Linked DNA regions of Salmo salar: region 2 is linked to region 1. A link is a contact called in public Hi-C data. All regions are on one chromosome and are shown on one strand. The core of a region is the stretch at or near the end of the contact, and the rest is flanking DNA. Distances in the headings are between cores, read along the strand shown.

The links. A called contact is a pair of places that touch in the nucleus more often than the background predicts.
Region 2: a contact with region 1 is called in a Hi-C map of blood, with 5 times the contacts expected there. The contact joins the promoter of dmbx2 here to the enhancer-like site in region 1. A contact is called at or near these places in 2 of 3 Hi-C or Micro-C datasets (blood and gill).

The regions. Positions count from the first base shown.
Region 1 is chrssa23:29,485,785-29,491,524 of Ssal_v3.1, reverse strand. LOC106584361 (nuclear factor 1 C-type) reads left to right here. Exons shown (of 11, transcript XM_014169587.2): 7 at 1,929-2,039; 8 at 3,688-3,932. Among protein-coding and RNA genes, the nearest start is that of LOC106584360, 64 kb to the right of the region's middle. Within about 2 kb of position 1,729, at least 2 of the 13 cell types and tissues checked have an H3K27ac peak or open chromatin away from gene starts, as enhancers often do.
Region 2 is chrssa23:29,692,530-29,697,606 of Ssal_v3.1, reverse strand. It overlaps dmbx2 (diencephalon/mesencephalon homeobox 2), which reads left to right and starts at 2,850. Exons shown (of 4, transcript XM_014169593.2): 1 at 2,850-3,026; 2 at 3,371-3,552; 3 at 4,091-4,266; 4 at 4,470-5,077. The coding sequence starts at 3,378. The coding sequence ends at 4,928.

The DNA of each region.
Region 1 (5,740 bases), core at 480-2,979:
AATGCTGCGAGGTGATGCTGTTTAATTGTGGTGGACTCTCCACACTACACTAATAGTGTCCAGTGGCCTGTTAAGGGGCCTAGTGGTGTGTCCGGGGCTTTGTGGTGCTGTTAGCCAGAGTGGCCCCGGCTGGGCCCCTGGCCCCAGGAGCACTCCAGGCTGCTGATGCTGTAACCAGAGCTGTGGAGGTCAGAAGAGCAGAACCGGCCCCTCCCTCCCAGCCCCGACCCCATCACAGGCCCTGTAGGAGTCTGGTCCAGCCCTGCTCATGTCCTGCTCTCTCTCTTCCTGTCTAGACAGCCCTAACAAGCTTCTCTTTATGGGTGGCTGGTAGCCTCGAGGTTAGAGCATTGGGCCAGTAGCCGAAAGGTTGCTGGTTCAAATACCGGAGGTGATAAGGTGAAAAACATCTGTTGCTGTGCCCTTGAACAAGGCATTTAACCCTAATTGCTTCAGGGGCACTGCACAATGGTGACCCTGGCTGTGACCCCACTCCCTGCAGGTGTCTCGGGGGAATTGGGATACGAAGAAAAAAAAACATTTCCATTGCACACTTGTGTGTAACAGGACAAACTGAACACCCCCCAAATTCTTATTTAACAACCCCATCTGATTTCTCTGAGATGGTGGGGGGGATACTGGTTAAGAGGGGAATGTTTGTGCACCTTCTCCCAGGTAGAGGAGGCCAGGGGAAGCTTGCGTCAGTCTGTACTGTGGGGATTGGATTGGGAAGGTAAAGCCTGGCCTCCTGTAGAGCTGTGGCTCTGGACAGCAGCACTACCAACCATCACTCTGTAGACTTTCTTAAAAAATATATACATTTTCAAGATATTGTAATGTAAATGTAATGTGTCAAATACAGTAGGTAGATGTGTGGGTTGGAGACTGAGCTGAGAGATCAGTCAGATTAGTGTGATCAGGTAATTAACATCAGTGCTGTAATGGCTGCCCCTGCCTTGCCCCCAGCACTAAGCCGGACGTGCGTGTTTATCCTCTGAGCAAGTCTCTTGTTGAACCTCATCTGCACCCCTGCCCTCTGACATTCCCGAAAAGATGTGATTTGCTCACTCTGCTCTGAGACAGAGGGCTAGGGGCGGATGGCTGGGGCAGAACAGGGGAAGAGGAAGCAGTCAGATAAGCCTCTCTCTCTTTTTGTTTTTCTCCCTCACCCTCTCTTTCTCTCTCTCACACTCTCTCCTTGCTCTCTCTCTCCATCTCTTTCTTAGAAAATGATTAGAGAGTTAGAAGGGCATAACTGTATAATGTGTGAGAGAGAAACCTCAAAGTCATCACTCCATGGCTGACAGACTGTTTCTTCCACTGCACAGTATCACAGCAACAACATGTACACTGTCTGCTCTGCAACTCCAAAGAAGGAAACAAAGAAAGGGCTGTGCAATCTTAAGACTCTGATCTAAAACAGGCCCGAAGCTGGGTGGAGAAAGTGTTCCTAGCACACATTCTGTTATCAACAAGTGTGCGATAGCAAACGAAACACGGAGGACAGTAATATCACTGCAACAGAGACACACATTCGTTTAGCACATGTAAGCAACTCTGGTATCAGGCACTGCAGGCCTCTTGGGAATGTGAGTGATCTACCTAGGCGAACCCGATTTGAGGTAGATCTGACCAAAACATAATCTTGTTTCTGATCCTATTGTTTCGTCTCAATGAGGAAGTTCGTTTGGAGCGTATGTGCTTTACTGCATCGTACTGCAGAGCTGATAGTGACCGACTGGGTCATCTCAATGCACCCTGCCACCCTGTGGTGAGCTCCTGCCATTACAACAGCCGTGTAGTAGCAGATTGAACTTGACAATGAAATGTAGGGTCTTTTCAACATCCTCCACCAGACAGTCATTATCATTATGGGAGTCCTAGTGGCATCAGTAACACCCTCTGTGTATCTCTGTCTCTGTGTCCAGGCATGTCCCCTGGAGTAAAGAAGACAGAGATGGACAGCCCGTCTCCTCAGGAGAGCTCCCCACGTCTCGGCTTCACACAGCACCACCGGCCCGTCATCGCAGTGCACAGTGGTCAGTACACACAGTCTTACGCATGTCACCCACCCACACACATTTACAGGAGACATCTTGTCACTGTTGCCACAATCTACCAAGCCTGAGGCGCGTACTTCTCCTAGGATGTGAGTTGTGTGAAGAATGCAGTCGGAAAAGAGAGAATGCATGTTTCGTACGTCAGAAAAGACATGTTTCATACGTCAGAAAAGACATGTTTCGTACGTCAGAAAAGACATGTTTCGTACGTCAGAAAAGACATGTTTCATACGTCAGAAAATACATGTTTCGTACGTCAGAAAAGACTTGTTTCATATGTCAGAAAAGACATGTTTCATACGTCAGAAAAGACATGTTTCATACGTCAGAAAAGACATGTTTCGTACGTCAGAAAAGACTTGTTTCATACGTCAGAAAGACATGTTTCGTACGTCAGAAAAGACATGTTTCATACGTCAGAAAAGACATGTTTCATACGTCAGAAAAGACATGTTTCGTACGTCAGAAAAGACTTGTTTCATCGTCAGCGTCAGAAAAGACGTTTCATACGTCAGAAAAGACATGTTTCGTACGTCAGAAAAGACGTTTCGTATGTCAGAAAAGACATGTTTCATACGTCAGAAAAGACATGTTTCGTACGTCAGAAAAGACATGTTTCGTACGTCAGAAAAGACGTTTCGTATGTCAGAAAAGACATGTTTCATACGTCAGAAAAGACATGTTTCATACGTCAGAAAAGACATGTTTCGTACGTCAGAAAAGACATGTTTCATACGTCAGAAAAGACTTGTTTCATACGTCAGAAAGACATGTTTCGTACGTCAGAAAAGACATGTTTCATACGTCAGAAAAGACTTGTTTCATACGTCAGAAAAGACATGTTTCATATGTCAGAAAATACATGTTTCATACGTCAGAAAAGACTTGTTTCATATGTCAGAAAAGACGTTTCATACGTCAGAAAAGACATGTTTCGTACGTCAGAAAAGACTTGTTTCGTATGTCAGAAAAGACATGTTTCATACGTCAGAAAAGACTTGTTTCATACGTCAGAAAAGACATGTTTCATACGTCAGAAAATCGACCCTTCTTCATAGTTAAGATATTATCTAAAAGTTTGCCATTTTTTTTATGTCTGTACCTGTTGAGGTCATCCTGGTGTAGGTACTGACTGCAGGCATTATGCTTTAAACAAGACACGCTTCCTTTTAGACAATGCATTATTTTGTTTTTTTTATTGAACTGCCCGTTAACACTTTCTGACAGGTAATTGTTTGTGGAGACAATGAAGAGTAATCTATGAGCAGGTAGAGTTCTCCAGCCAAACGTCTGCTGGATGATGCATGAACAATTAAAGCTGCTGTTAAAACGAATTGGCTATGTTAATGCGTGGTCCTGATAAATAATAGTTGCCATACAAAATGTCATAAGCTCACGCAACAGATACTGTACCAAAGGAGAGTCGGAAAGATTGAGTAATTTCATTGTTTTTGCAAAAGCACACATCTTCAATGTCACTTATCTTATCTCAAGCGTATCATCATTGTGGACCATGAAAAAGTACATTTATGTACACATTCTCTCTCTTTCTCTCTCTGTCTTTCTTTCTTTCTCTCTGTCTTTCTTCCTCTCTTTTCTCCCTCTCTCTCTTTCTCTCTCTGTGCAGGGATCTCTCGGAGTCCGCACCCTTCCTCGTCTTTGCACTTCCCCACCACCTCCATCCTGCCCCAGTCCACCTCCTACTTCCCCCACACCGCCATCCGCTACCCGCCACACCTCAGCTCCCAAGACCCGCTGAAGGACCTGGTCTCCCTGGCCTGTGACCCGTCCAACCAGCAGCCCAGCCCAGTGAGTCCAGCCCATCTAACAACTCTAACTAGGGCCCCGAGTTTGTCCTGGTCAGGTCATTTGGTCAGTAAAACTTCTGCCCCCTACTCATTACTGATACTAGATAGGAACCCAGTAGAGAAAGTTGGCTTCCTATTCACCATGTTTTATGTGTTCATCTAGCAGAACCTGTCGTCTTTGGACCATGATTTCATGGCAAGACCTTAAGTTTGAGGTAATGTTAATTAAAGTTCACTCACTCAGAGGGTGTGGTTTATTAAGAGAACTGTGTTATTTCCATCTGTTGTTTAAATTCATTTGTTTATTTATTTATGTGGATCACCATTAGCTTTTACCGAGGCAGCAGCTATTATAGATTCACCTAATCGTTTGTTTGATATTTAATTCCTTCATGCTTCCTGTTTCCTATGTCGTCACCCTGTCTCAAATGGCCTGTAGACTGTATGAAATGCCATTTCATTCCCATATTGTCCCCCACCGTGGTCTTTACTAGTGGACTGGGGATACTCTACTGTAGGTGACATAACCTGAGAGAGCGGCAGGTTTCCCTCACGTAGCTGCTACTCCCCCTCCCCTCTGCTCCAGACTGCAGAATGGAGTCACCACAGCCCTGCGTGACTCTCAGATTGATTAACACTCCCTGAAGGTGGCAATAATTCAATAGATCTGTAGCCATAAAATCATTGTAGTAACTATATGTGTTTTAGCCAACTTCTTAGATTTTTACCGTTATTCAATGTGTTGGCTGTCTGGTAGTACAGTAGTGGTGAATCCCCCGTCACATAGAGGAAAATAAGCCTTCAGTCTTCCTGCTCTGTTTAGACTCAGCCTGCTAGCCCTGCTGATCCTGGGACCAGACCAGCTCCTCAGACATGGTTACACTCATTACCAATATGTGACACAGACCTGAGAGGACCTGCCACTGCACCACATGCAAATGACCCCTCCTCCCTGCTTTAAATAGGCCGGCATTACAAGCCAGGTTGCTCAATGAAGCTGTCATACTGTTTCTGTATCGACTTGAAAGGGGTGAAGGGATGGAGGGAAGGGGTGGGGGTAGGCGCACTAGAGGAATGAACCTGAAGGAGATTCCAGTAGGTCTCTGGCAGTGATGCTGATGTTGGCAGAGTGCACAAGTCTGGCACAGGGAGAGAGGAGAGGATAGACATTTACTTGTATCAGAAGTGCCCCCAGCAGCAGCCACGCTGGGCTCTGCTCGGCCAAGTTTCTGCAGAGTCATTGAAATTCCCCCTGCTGCAGTGCGACTGCAGCCAGGCAGTCACAAAGGACGAGCGCATGGCACCACAATGTAGCTGACTCATTTGCTCATCCATTGTTGTGGAGGACAGTGAGTGAGCAGTCACTCCTCTGGAGAGAGGAGAGTATCTGAAAGCAAGGCCAGCCAGGGTAAGAGCAGCCATGGATGGAGGGGTGGATGGATGACTAGCTGAGCAGTGCAGTGCCCTGGACATTACTCGCTCTACCTCCTCTCTCCCTCTCTAACTCTCACACACACACACACACACACACACACACACACACACACACACACACACACACACACACACACACACACACACACACACACACACAACACACACCAGTGGAGGCTGCTGAGGAGAGGACGGCTCATAATAATGGTTGGAACGGAGCAAATGGAATGGCATTAAACACCTGGAAACCATGTATTTTATGTATTTGAGACCATTCCTCTGATTCCAGTCCAGTCATTACCACGAGCCCGTTCTCCCCAAATTAAGGTGCCACCAACCTACTGTGACACTCACACACTCACACACACACAGTGCTGATGGAAAGAGAAAGCATGTGTATGTGAGAGAGAGAGACAGAGAGAGAGAGAGAGAGAGAGA
Region 2 (5,077 bases), core at 1,601-4,100, 200 kb before region 1:
TCTTTTAGTTCCAGTAATCCGTGCCTGTGTAAGTGGATCCACCAGGAAGAGGATAACTCCCTTAAGATCTTTTAAACACTACGGGAGGGACTGCAAGCCAGTAACTTATTTTTGCCTCTGTTCTCACAGTAATCCAGGTTATTTGCAGAAATGATATTCTCAACTGTGTTGAAAAGACATAGCATGTGAATCATAATGCCTGCTGATAGATCCAACTGTGTTGAAAAGACATAGCATGTGAATCATAATGCCTGCTGATAGATCCAACTGTGTTGAAAAGACAGCATGTGAATCATAATGCCTGCTGATAGATCCAACTGTGTTGAAAATACATAGCATGTGAATCATAATGCCTGCTGATAGATCCAGTTTCAAATTGTGAATTTTGAGACATTGCTTACAGACACATATCATTCCACATCCGTACTGTGTATTCTTCCAGGTCTATCACCTACTACTTAATGGATGGTGTCTGGGGTTTAAAACAAACAAAGCAATCAGTGAGGAGCCCTTTGGATGACTTGGAACAGTGGGAGAAATCAGTAATGACAACCCTTATTTAGAGTGGAACCCAGTTCTGTGGGGATGGGGAGGAGGTGGGCCTTTTGGAGGAGAAGGTTTCCAGGAGGGCAGTGGGTTGGGGTGGTGGCTATGGGGAGGGGGTTGCACACAACCAGAGTCTTTGTGTCTTTAATCCCCCCAGCCAACACAGCTTTGGCCAGGTTTCATCATGAAAGTGCCATGAAATAACTACTTTTTTTTCCCTTAGCAGTAAATCTCCCCTAATCCTGCAGGCTGAGTAGACAAAGGCCTCTGGGACCTAATCCTGGACCGTTTAGTGAGGTTCCGGGGCTGGCCTACAGAGCCTCTTCTAAATGACTTCTTTTTATCAGACACTAATATAGCTTGACAGCCAAGAACAGCGGAAAAAAGCAAAGAAAACATATATCCACATATTTTAGGAATCTAAATGTATGAACAAGTACTGTACAAGTATGAACAAAAATGTTACCTTTTATGCCAAATGTTCAGTTCCTATTGGGCAAAACAACTACAAAATATATATATATAATGTATCCAACAAGTGTTGAACGAGTTTGTAGTCACAAGCTTTATAAAGTCATTATTCAAATGGGGGACTAGATACATGAAGTGCTTTCATTTCTAAACATAAAACAAATATATGAAAATATACTCTCAAAATAAAAGGTTTACTGTCACCTAATATTAAACATTTGATCTCAAATCCAAAATGCTGGGGTATAGAGCCAAATTAAAAAATGTAGCTTCACTGTACAAATACATATGGTGGTGAGTGTAAAAGTCATGGGATTGTGAGACCCCTGAGACTGACTGTGTGGGTCACTGATAGAATGCAGCAGACATTTGAACAGAAATATGCCTGATAGTGAGGGAACCACCCAAGAGGTCTAAGAAATATATTTGCTACACCCACAATAACATCTGCTAATCACGCCTATGTGACCAGTAACATTTGATTTGATTTGACCTTTAGTCATGGTATTAGGCAATTAGATTCCTACAGAAATAGCGGAATCGAGGGCAAAAATTAAAACATCTTAATTTATCAACCAGCCAGACTTTTGCCTTGAGTTTCAGAGTAACAGGGAAGAATGAACGTTTCAGTAACAAATGGAAGATGAGGACACGGAGGGCTGTTAAAAACATTGAGGTGGCTGGTTTTCGCTCCAGTTGTGGTAATGGCCCCTCCTCTCCTGACTGTATGGCTGGTGTACTTGGTGTGTGTTTTACTCTGGGACACAACTGATACTCGTGGGAAGCATAATCTGTCACTGAATGCTTTGCCTTTCCACCCTTCGCACCTCCGCTAAGGCCTTAGTGGAATTTACATGTCTAAACCCTTCAGCCTAAAGCTAGAGCTGGGTTATTGGAGATGATCTTATTGGAGTGCTACAATTTGAAATGTGTCACAATGCACAGGTGTGCCAGGACTTTGGGGCGAGGAGAAATAGATTTTGTTAGATGGACTGTGATATCCATACTAGTAATTGGGTTTTCATATTTTCATTCCACAAGATACAGATTTCATTGCACCAATAGTAACATTTGGATATCATATTTTTATTCCGATACACATTTAATTCCAACGTACTACTTTACATGACAATATATTGTACACACCATTGGCTTAGAGCATGATTTAGTCATGGACACTGAAGTTCTGAACGTTTCTCAGGGTGTGCAGGGCAGCAGCCTACTTTCACAAAGTGTAATGTCATGTTTACTGCATTTGTGAAAAAAAGTAGAGTTTTATGCAAGTGCTACTGAAAAACACACTCCACCTAACCTATTTGCAAATTAGGAAAAACCATTTGCATGTTGTGTTTTATCATTATTTTCCTTATTTTAGTGGGATAATAGTTCTCTTTCAGGAGATCTTGAATCTGGCTCAGTTGAACCTTAGGAAATTGGTCTCAATGGCCAATGTCCAAATTGTATTTCACAGGCTGACAGTTTATGGGCAAAATATGTAGCCTGTTAGCAAAACAAACTGCAAAGCAAACCCCATCCAAGTGGAGATTGACAAAGCAGGGAGTTTAAGAGAAAGGAGGCTGAGAACAGGGAACAATCAACGGATCTTATTTGAATCTGGCCCTCCACTGAGATTAGCAGACCACATTGTTTTAATTGTTTTAACAGGAGGGAATGAAACGCTCGTTTATTGAGGAGGGATCCTTTGTGTAAATCTCCCCAAATTCAATAGTTTAAAAAACTTGAGCCCTTGGACCCCCTCTTTTCCCTCATCCCACCTAATCCAGGGTAATACCTTTCTTTCTATTGGCTAATGGTTGAGGGGAGCTGGAGTAAATGGTTCTTTAAATAGTCGTGGGTGAGAATGGTCTTCAGATAATTAGATCCATGCCATGACAAAGGGTAGCGGCGTAGGAGGATAAGGCCTGCATTTCGAACTATTGGACTGTATACTTGGACTTCTGAAAGCTCACGAGAATAGGTTCATTTCTGCTGTTTTGTGTGCTTCTCAGGTAAAATAAAGAATACTGCAGAAGTTATACTTTTTTTGTCTGATCTTTGTTTTGGAAATTGTTTTCTGGATGTTGGTAGCCAACTGAAGTAAAGTGGCAATGGTTTATGCGTAAAGAATAATTACTTTCAATTACTTTTAATGATCAAGAAAGTTGCTTATGTTTACCATTTGTTCTGTTTTTATTTAAGTGAGTTAAGACTGTAGCCTAAATACAAATTGCACAGTGCAAGCGTCCTACATACATTGTACAGTAAGCTATAGGCTATATACTTTTTTTTTTCCATTGTATGCCTAGTTAGTATGGTGTAAGTCCCATATAACTTAAACAGTTTTACCCTTTAGGTCCGCTATGAATGCCTTAAATTTCTGCGGGGGATCCGACAGTGGCAACGGACTCTATCCTCTGCACAGCGTCAACTCCGTATTTTTCAACCCCCACCACCAGATGGCAGACCAGTACCCGGTTTATCCATCAGCCAATCCCTCCTCGGTTCACACGTTCTCTGTTGCTGAAAGACTTGCAGGTATTTAGAAAAGACTACTGTCATTTATGACTGTGTCTGTAATCGATGCATGCAATCAAACAAATGCAGGTGGAAAAATAAAGAGTGTTATAATTTTAGGGCTCCCGAGTAGCGTTGCCACTGTCGGATCCCCCGCAGGCACTGCAGCTCAGTGCTAGAGGCGTCACTACAGACACCCTGGTTCATATCCAGGCTGTATCACAGTGCGCAGCCCTATGGGAGTCCCATAGAGCTGCGCACAATTGGCCCAGCGTCGTCGAGGGTTTGGCCAGTGTAGACCGTCATTGTAAATAAGAATGTGTTCTTGACTGACTTGCCTAGTTAAATAAAGGTTATATTTAAAATTAAATAATTTGCCATTCAAAAGCATTGCAGCTAAACTGGTATTCTATTGTCAAAAGATCCGTTTCCCACCTGAAAAAGTTGTTGAAATTGTTAATTGCCATGCTGGTATTTTCAGTGTAGCCTGATATCTCACATGCCCTCCTAATGTTTCACCACCTCTAATCTTGTTGTGGCTTGTCTTCTGTCCCCACAGAGTTGATACTGGAGGCCCGTTATGGGAATCAGCAGAAGCAGCGTCGGAGCCGCACAGCCTTCACTGTGTCTCAGTTACAGGCTCTAGAGAAAGCCTTCCAGCAGACCCAGTACCCTGATGTAGGTATGAGAGAGAGACTGGCTGTCTGCATCAATCTGCCTGAGGCTCGCATTCAGGTCAGTAAAGGTCGCTCTTCAAAGAGGACCAGCCTGTGCGCATGCTTTCATTCATGATATTTATTTGAACTGCTGCTTTTAGTAACTTTATTCTTGTGATATATATAACAGCTGTGGTGCTATTACCTTTTTAAACTTTTGATCAATATTACTGTTATAAATACGTCAACCCTTCACCAATAACTCAATTATATGCTCTCCAGGTGTGGTTTAAGAACAGAAGAGCAAAGCTCCGTAAGGGACAGAGATGCTCCCCTCTTCCCAGAGAGCAAAGCCTGGAGGAACCACATCAAACCAAGGCAGGAGGGGAAGAGAGGAGTACCAAGGATTCAAAAACACAAAGTGAAATAGCTCCTCTCTGGGAAGTCAGTGATGCTCCCACCATTTCTTGTCCTGGAGACTCCATTGTATCTCAGAACCACTCAAGATTACATTCTCCTCCCGTTTTTCCCTTTGTGGGTGGAGAGCGGTACCACCTTCCACATCATCAGGCTTTAGGGATGTTATCAGCTGGCCTACATTTCACGCCCACATTCTGGCCCATTCTACAGCAACACAGCCCGGCTATAGGAGTTGCCCCACTGGTTGGTAAAAACTGCAGCCTTTCCCTTCAGACTTCCTGTCCCAGTAATGCTGTACCCATCCCCAACCTGGGTCTATAACTGCACTACCAACAACAACAACGTCTCTTCAGTGTGTGTTGGCAAAAAGGGACTAAAAGGAGAAAATCGTACACTGCTGCACTGGTATCAACATGGACACAGATAAACTACTGATTTTATACTTTGACTCTGTACAACTTTGTGAGTAC